Regions from separate parts of the Mus musculus genome. Here region 1 is linked to region 2. A link is a contact called in public Micro-C data. All regions are on one chromosome and are shown on one strand. Each heading gives the region's core, a stretch centred on a gene start, on an enhancer-like site or on the middle of the called end of the contact. The rest is flanking DNA. Distances are from core to core; before and after follow the strand shown.

The links. Hi-C and Micro-C count contacts between places; a contact is called where the count stands out from the background.
Region 1: a Micro-C map of granulosa cells shows a contact between it and region 2, with 2.4 times the contacts expected there. The contact joins two enhancer-like sites. A contact is called at or near these places in 2 of 15 datasets of contacts at CTCF or cohesin (large pre-B cells and pro-B cells), 45 of 484 Hi-C or Micro-C datasets (the BV-2 cell line, the C2C12 cell line, the G1E-ER4 cell line and 31 more), 6 of 115 datasets of contacts at active chromatin or transcription factors (differentiating embryonic stem cells, embryonic stem cells, heart atrium and 2 more) and 2 of 9 other capture datasets (embryonic stem cells and embryonic tail).

The regions. Positions count from the first base shown.
Region 1 is chr10:45,362,078-45,365,971 of GRCm38.p6, reverse strand. The region is part of intron 7 of Bves (blood vessel epicardial substance); the gene reads right to left. Among named protein-coding and RNA genes, the nearest start is that of Bves, 28 kb to the right of the region's middle. Within about 2 kb of position 2,436, at least 12 of the 459 cell types and tissues checked have an H3K27ac peak or open chromatin away from gene starts, as enhancers often do. A contact at or near this core is called in granulosa cells and heart atrium, where this site is marked.
Region 2 is chr10:45,120,706-45,124,846 of GRCm38.p6, reverse strand. Prep (prolyl endopeptidase) reads right to left here. Exons shown (of 15, transcript NM_011156.3): 9 at 4,007-4,141. Among named protein-coding and RNA genes, the nearest start is that of Prep, 56 kb to the right of the region's middle. Within about 2 kb of position 2,101, at least 35 of the 459 cell types and tissues checked have an H3K27ac peak or open chromatin away from gene starts, as enhancers often do. A contact at or near this core is called in granulosa cells and heart atrium, where this site is marked.

The sequences.
Region 1 (3,894 bases), core at 1,187-3,686, 240 kb before region 2:
CTTCACAGGACCATCAAATGGCAACGCCTTTTCATCCTCTCAGAGAGAAGATCGAGGAACTGGAAAGTGTCAGCTGCTGTCTTATGTCCGGGAGCTCTAAGCGCTGGGTGTGGCAGTGTGCATGCAACTCCAGCACCTGGGCGGCTGAGGCAGGACAGTTGTGAGTGCAAGGTCAGCCTGGAACATACGGTATGGATTAGATCAATCACACCACCTATTCCCTACCCTCACACACACACACATGCACACACACGCACAGATACACACACATACATACACACATACACAGATACACACACATATACACACACATACACACACACATACACACACACAGATACACACACATACACACACACATATACACACACACATATACACACACACAGACACACACAGAGATACACACACAGACACACACAGAGATACACACAGACACACACACACACACACACACACACACACTGAGAACTAAATGTGGAGATCCAGTCTGACTTATGTCATCCTCAGAACGCAACCCCAGTCTTCAGAGCACTATGACATCCCCACACCACACTAGTATTTCCCCATTATCTTCACATACAAAGACAACCTGATATTATCTGAATGGGTGAAGACTCCGTTCTTCCCCAGGGAGGGAGCCTTTGGACAGTCATCCTAGAAGGACAAACCAGGTACCCTGACAGCCTGACGGGGTTCAACGTGAGCACAGAACTCTGAGACTACGTAGTTTTGTCCTCTGAGTTTGGGAGTGTCACACAGCCCAGTCCTCCGGCAACACTGCTTCCTTGGGTCTCCACTATGGCAGACAGCAAGGGAGGGGAATCAAGCTGGTTACTGCCACCAGCAACTACCCAGTGTCTCTCAGCTGCCCAGCCCCTGGCTAGGAATCAAAGCCTCACAGAGTGCCCACTCTTGCCAATATCACCTCAGCCCAGGCTTCCTGATGCTAGGCTGACAGAGGCTCAAAGGAGACATCACAGTCAGCAACTTGACAGGGTCACCTGGCCTGGCCTAAGAATCTAGCATTGTGAACAACTTGCAAGAAGGCTAGCTTTGAAGAGTGAGGAGGTCACCTGGTCCCTAGAGGGACTCTCAGACTCACAGGGAGAATCTCTAGGTTAGGGGAAAGCTCAATGTCCATTACCATACTGTTGTAAATTATGTTCTTGCCCCTTAAATCTAAAACCACTTTAGAGTATCAGCAAAAAGTACGCATGAGGGGATATCACACTCCAAGGGAACTATATTACACTTCAGAAGTTGAGCCGTAATACAGTCTTCCTACCAGCTTGACTGGGTTTGCATTAACTGTCTACCCTGAGGCATCCCCGAGCGTTTGCCCAGAAGACCCACCTGCCTTTCCTACATGAGAAAGCTGCAGAGGCTGAGGGGTAAATGGGGCACATCTTTCCTCAAGCACCTTTTCCTATTCCCTGCACCCTTCAAGGACGTTTCTTCCAGGTTCATGCCAATCTCTATGATACTTTTCCATTCCAGTTTTGGAGGAGGGAAAATAATTCTTCTACAGCCACAAAATTTCTAGAAAATTGATGCTTGCAGTTTCCTATTTGAATTATATTCATAGTTGGGAGATAGAAGATCTTAACTATAAATGATGGCCAGGAAGAGATCTTTATAGTTATTTTTTTCTAATAGTAATAATTACCTTCTAATTTGCTGTGCAATACAAAAGTTAGCAATTTCCTATAAAATCATATGAAATAAGTAGTCTCCAAATGAACTGCATGCAGTCCAGACAGGGCATAAAACCATCACATAGTTCATGAAGTTGCCTTCACATGACAAAAGATTCCTGCCAACAGAGATCCACACCCTTTCCCATAAGCACCCAGCTCATGGAGAAGGTACAGCCACAGGGCACCTTTGATTGTGACTGGGCCCAGGGTCACAGAGACTCAGGTGAGAGGAGAGAACTGTCACTCTGGGTTGTACTCCTAAGCACAGAAAGAAGACTACAGCAGACATGAGGGACTGAGGCTCAGTCACATTCTGACCCCAACAGGGGACACTTCCACTTGTGCCAGACACCAGAGAGTGACCCAACAGCAAAGCTGTTCCAACTGTGGCTATTGCCTCTCAGTGGGGACCAGAGCACACAGTGAGGTCCCAATGTGTCCTTACAGGCCCTCTGCAAATGGAGACATACTGTGGACACAGGCTCTGTCCTCCACAGACCCTTTTCTGCCTTCCTAAAATCTTTGGTTAGAACCATGGGACTTTTAATGCATGGACCAGAGGGATCAGATGTGGTAGTGAAAGCTGATACCCGGCCAAGGGGAAAGTGAGCGAGGGAAATTCCATTTGTCAGAACCCTGTGCCTATTAAGCTCATTTCTATTTCAGTGTGCTTATAATTACACCAGGACCCAAGGGCCTTTCCTAGGACGAGAGTAAACAGATGATTAGCTGTTCTGAGATCCAGAGTGAAGGTCATGCCTGCTGCCTGGGACGAGGAATGGCCACAAGTCTGAGCTGCAAGGGGGTTATGCTTAGCAATAGGAAGTTCATCTAAAGACTCCTCTTGGATTGAGAAGCAGGTTTTTAGAGACACGACATGCTTGTCATCTGTCAGACGTGACGCTCTTAGGTGGTTCCTCTTCCCCTGTTAACTCTCACGACATTTTCTTAGTTGTTTTCCAAGTGTTATTATGCTTAACCATCTGGCCAACTGCTTTAGCAAGGAAAGTAATTAAAAAACTTCACAAGGGTTAGGACTTTAATTAGATCACACAATTTTTGATGACAAGTGATGAGGAAGGACTTAAAGAGTTCTCATTCATTTCCTGCCTCTATTTATTTATAGACACTGGTTCTCTTTCTTTCTCCTCCTCCCATTTCTCCGACCTCTTCTGTCCCCTCCCCACTTTGTTCCCTCCCTCCTTCCGCTGAGGATCAAACTCAGGGTCTAATGCTAGACAAGTCCTCTACTGAGGTATATTCTCAGCCCTACACAGTTGTTCTTGATTGAGGAGTTTGAATCGAGCCTTTCTGCACAATACTACTGAAAGGTGGTTGTGGCCTTTACACCCAATTTTCCCTTGAAGGATTCAACACTGACACCAGAGAACTCAGGGCAAGGATCCAAGACTAGGGAGAATAGCCAGGACAGATCAGGCTAGTGGCTCTCAGGAAAAGCTTCCTCTAGCTCAAAAGGTCCTTCTCAGGGTACCTGACCAGATGGATGGGTGGTCAGATCCTCAGCCACATGGCACCCTGGGTGAGCAGCAGGAGGCTGAGGAGGAGAGGACAGACAGATCTGGTAGGACAGAGAAGGCAGGTTCCAGGATGACAGCCCTGCCACACCTCCGGAGGAGGCTGGAGGCTAGCTCTGGGAAGAGGTCTTTAAGAAAAGGGATGTGGAGTTGGCTGAGGAAAGTGGGGATAACAGAATGGAAAAGGCGCAAATCAGGAAAAACAGCAACTAAAATTGCCCCCAAACAGCATGGCTCCCACCCAGGGATTGCAAGAAGCAGTAAGTAGTCTCCTCTTAAGGGACAGACAGACTGATCGGGAAGCTGGCCGACACTAGAGAGTCAGTGTACAATGTTTTCTCCTATCACCTTCCTGGCAGGGGAAGGGGTCCACAAGTGACGCCTGTGTCCTTCCTTTTGGCTAACAGACCGTGGAGACAATGGACCCTGAGAAATTGGAATGTCCCCAGAGGTGGCATGGTGGGGAAAGGAAGAGGCTGTGGCCCTACTGGCCAGAGGAAAGGGAGTCCATGCCTTTGACAATTTGTCAGAGCATCCTACAGGAGAACCTGGGGCCAAGAAGACGAAGACTAGACTGAGAGCGATGCATATCTCCTGCCCTCTCTTTAAACCTAAACCTCTGGCCAGGACGCAAAGGTGATCTGGGGAGGTGTCACTGG
Region 2 (4,141 bases), core at 852-3,351:
AATGCAAAATACTAATGTATATGGAATTCCAGTTTATGTAATCAATAATAAAAGTTCTAATTCCTGGAATTAGTACATCTCTCTTAATATTTAAGTCAAAGAAACAAGACAAGAGTAGTGCCATGTTGAGGAATGAGCCAGAGAGGCTAGTGTGGAACGGTACCTCACGTACTTTAAGTAGACATTGTCAAGTGTAAGGAAAACTGATCCTGGGATCTCAGTGCTTGCTGGGAAACCAGAAGCCAAATAGGAGTCCCACAGGACTGAGAGAGACGGACTGATCATGGGTTAAAACAGCAGCTCTCTTTCCCCTCAACCCTTCCCACCCCCCAATGTAGGCATTTCCCTAGCAACGTGAGAACCAACACTCAGTACATGTAATATAAATGCATGAGAGTTAGTGAGGGATTTTGTTGTTTGCTTGTTTTGTTTTTCAGATCACTACAGGGTACCCACCACAACCACGGACAAATCTGACTCCTGGGGCCAGGGGTGGGGTGTCTCAGCTCTTTTCTGAAGGGAAGCAGTGTGGTCTGGGGGTAGAGGGAAAAGAGGCTGCTGCTGCTGGAATGTACTGTATGAGAGAAGAATAAATAAGAAATAAGATGGAATAAAGAGCAGGCCTGTGCCACACGATCACTGGATTCGCCTTGATGTCGACACAAATAAGGAAGGGTTTAGGAGCCAGACTTAAGAGCTCAGTGAACCCAGGCAAGCCACCAGGGAACTGGAATTAAATTCCTTAACGAAAAACAAAGGAGAGGAGACATTCTACATTCCTGTTTATACACCAAAGCTGAGACACAATTTTAACACAGAATGAAGTATACAACTGAGGCTGGTGGCCATTAAAAAGAGCTTCACGTACGTACTTCCCTCCATTCTCTATAAGGGCCCACAAATGGTTCCACGAGGGAGGAGGGGGGTCAGCTTGATGGTTGCAATGACAAAGGCATTTTATCAATATTCTCTATGCACAGTCATCTGGGATAGCCCAGGTTAGCCCACTGCACACTCTTACTACTTACTATAGTATGAACCACTGTGACCTACTTATACATCATGTCCCGCCTGATTTAGGTCACACAGGGACAGGGAAACTGCTGAAGAAAGCATTCTGGATCACAAACAGCAGAAGGCTGTCTAGGAAATGAATTGAAGATTTAAAGTAGAAGTTGATTACCGAAGTCCCTTAAGGTCAAAAGGCGTGTCTGGCCTTAAGTTGTTCCTTAACTTAATACTCTCACAGGCAAGGAGACCAGGGGTGTGGGTGGAGAGGGGGGAAGGAGTTAGAGAAGAGAGCGCTCTGGGAAAAGCTAGGGAAGAAGGGCCAGGGGGGTCTGTAACACTGCTCACATGAAGAGAAGAAGGCAATGGGGTTCTGGAGCTCTGGCAGGGCAGGACTTAAGGCTATAAAAAGAGGACTGGAGGGGGGGGGGGGAACGACAACACACAAAGCACCCAGGCCAAGGCACTTAAAGGTTTCTCTTCCAAACCACATGTGAAAGGCTGTCTCCTCCCCACCTCCCAGAGCCAGGCCTGGAAGATACTGTCTTGTTCAAGTCTGGCTGAAGCTAACCTCTAAGCTTCTACAAGTACAGAATTAATCAGTTCAAATACCAACTGGTTTGTGTCACAGGGAATCATTGTGTCCTGTGCTAGACTGGCCTGGCTGTCAGCTTCTCCCGAAGTGCGACCTGAAGTGCACAAGTCACAAACGGGCTGAGGGCAGTCCCTGCTTTCTTGAGAGGCAACTATGCGTTCTCTGATGGCTGCTTTGCACTTGGCGTTAGAAGGCCTAAGTCTGGAAACCCCACTTTCTGGTTTTAGGGATCAGATAGCATTAAGAGAGAAGGGAAGGATGGGGAAAATGAACGAGAGGAGACAGGGAGACAGACAAAGCATCACAGTAACAAATGAAAGCTTCCTCAGAAGCAGCTGGCGGCCCAAGACGAGGAACACTTTTCTTTCCAATCCTCAGAGCCACAGACACAGGCAGTATCTCACCATTTGGCACAGAACCATCACTTCCCACTAGGACAGTGAGCCCTTTGCCCCAGATAATGATGAGCCTGTTCCTGAAATAAAGGGTCACATGGGGTCGCTGGAGAGGTTGCTGGCCTTCGGAGACCCTGGCTTTTATTAAGAGCTGATGAGTCACCCCCACCCTGTGTTCCTGTGCCCTTCATTCATTTGAAAATATAACTTGTTTAGAGTAAATGCCTAGACCGTGAGACCTTGAGAACGACACTAGGGATGGGTGCCTCCCTCTTCTCACAGCTACCGCTGAGCTCTGGGCTCTGGGGAGAGGCAGGGTACCTGATGTCCTCTTGGTGCTGGCTCTGGGCAGCTTCCTCTCTGGCTTTTTCTAGCTCCTCTCAGTCCCCTGAAAGGCACTTGGGGAAGTGCCCTTATGCACCCCAGACCTACCCACAATATCACTCTTCAGGTCCTAGCAGCCCTGTCAGCAGCCTGTCACAGCGTAAGGTAAGATGTCACATGGACCCAGAGGGTCAAACAGAACTGCATCCAGATGAGACATCACTGCCCATCTGGTCACATCCCCAGAGGAGGATGGTCACCTACGAACTGACTCCTGGGCTAAAACACGGCATACATGTGGCTATGATGCTACACAGTGGAGGTGAACCTCTATACAAACAAGAGGAATATGACCAGCCTTGCAGAAAGTATACAATGATATTATTATATTTTAGGAAAAGTTAACTCATGTCAGGAAATGTAAAATATCATCTTAGAAATATTTCTCTTCCCCAATAGATCCAGGATAACACACATTTTTAAATTTAATTTTATTTATTTTTTATGAGGGTGAGATTCATCTAGGAGGCATTCTGTAGGCTGGATGTGGCTGCTCATGGGGTTTGCGGATGCTATCTGCACTGTAAATTTTTGTGCAGATCAAGGGCGGGACTAAGACTTACTATGGTGGTTTGCATAACAATGATGACGCCCATAGGCCATAGAAAGTGGTGCCATCAAGAGATTCAGGCTTGTTGGAGTAGGTGTGGCTTTGTTGGAGGAAATACATAACTAGGAAGTGGGCTCTGAGGTCTCAAAAGCTCAAGCCAGCTTACTTCCTAGGGCCTGCCAATTGGATGTAGAACTCTCAGTTCCTTCTCCCACATGGTGTCTGCCTGCAGGCTGCCATGTTTCCTGCCATGCAGATACTGGACTAAATCCCTGAACTGTAAACCGGTCCCAATGAAATGTTTTCTTTAATAAAAGTTTTTGTGAAGCCGGGTGTGGTGGCGTGAGCCTTTAATCCCAGCACTTAGGAGGCAGAGGCAGGAGGATTTCTGAGTTCGAGGCCAGCCTGGTCTACAAAGTGAGTTCCAGGACAGCCAGAGCTATATAGAGAAATCCTGTCTTGAAAAAACAAAAAACAAAAAACAAAAAGTTTTTATGGTATTGGTGTCTCTTCACAGGAACAAAAAACCTAACTAAGACTTTTGGGCCTGGCGAGATGGCTCAGCGGGTAAGAACACTGACTGTTCTTCTGAAGGTCCTGAGTTCAAATCCCAGCAACCACATGGTGGCTCACAACCATCAGTAATGAGATCTGATGCATCTGAAGTCAGCTACAGTGTACTTATGTATTATAATAATAAATCAATCTTTGGGCCTGAGCAAGCAGGGTTGACCAGAGCGAGCAGAGGTCCTAAAAATTCAATTCCCAACAACCACATGAAAGCTCACAACCATCTGTACAGCTACAGTGTACTCACATAATAAAATTAATAAATAAATCTTTTTTTTTTTTTTTAAAGACAGTTACATTTGATTTGTTGGCACTGAGAACAAGGGCTGTTCCCACTCCCGGCAGAGGAGTTAGTGACATAGCTTTTTATTTCCCTTTGTTCTGAATAACTGCTTTTCTCTAAGGGATTCTGTCTAGAGTATAGCCTGTGTTAGGGACAAACAGAACATCACACTGTGATTTCCCAGGAGAGATTCCGCATCACCACCAGGAAGAAGCCCTCACCTGGAGATAGGAAGGATGTGAACTGGTAGAAGATCTCAGAGTCCTTCTTGCGCCCACTGTAGCCCACCACGCTGCCCACATCCAGGGGGAAGGTCTTGAGGAGAGCACCAGTCGTCAGGTCGTGAAGCTGTAGAA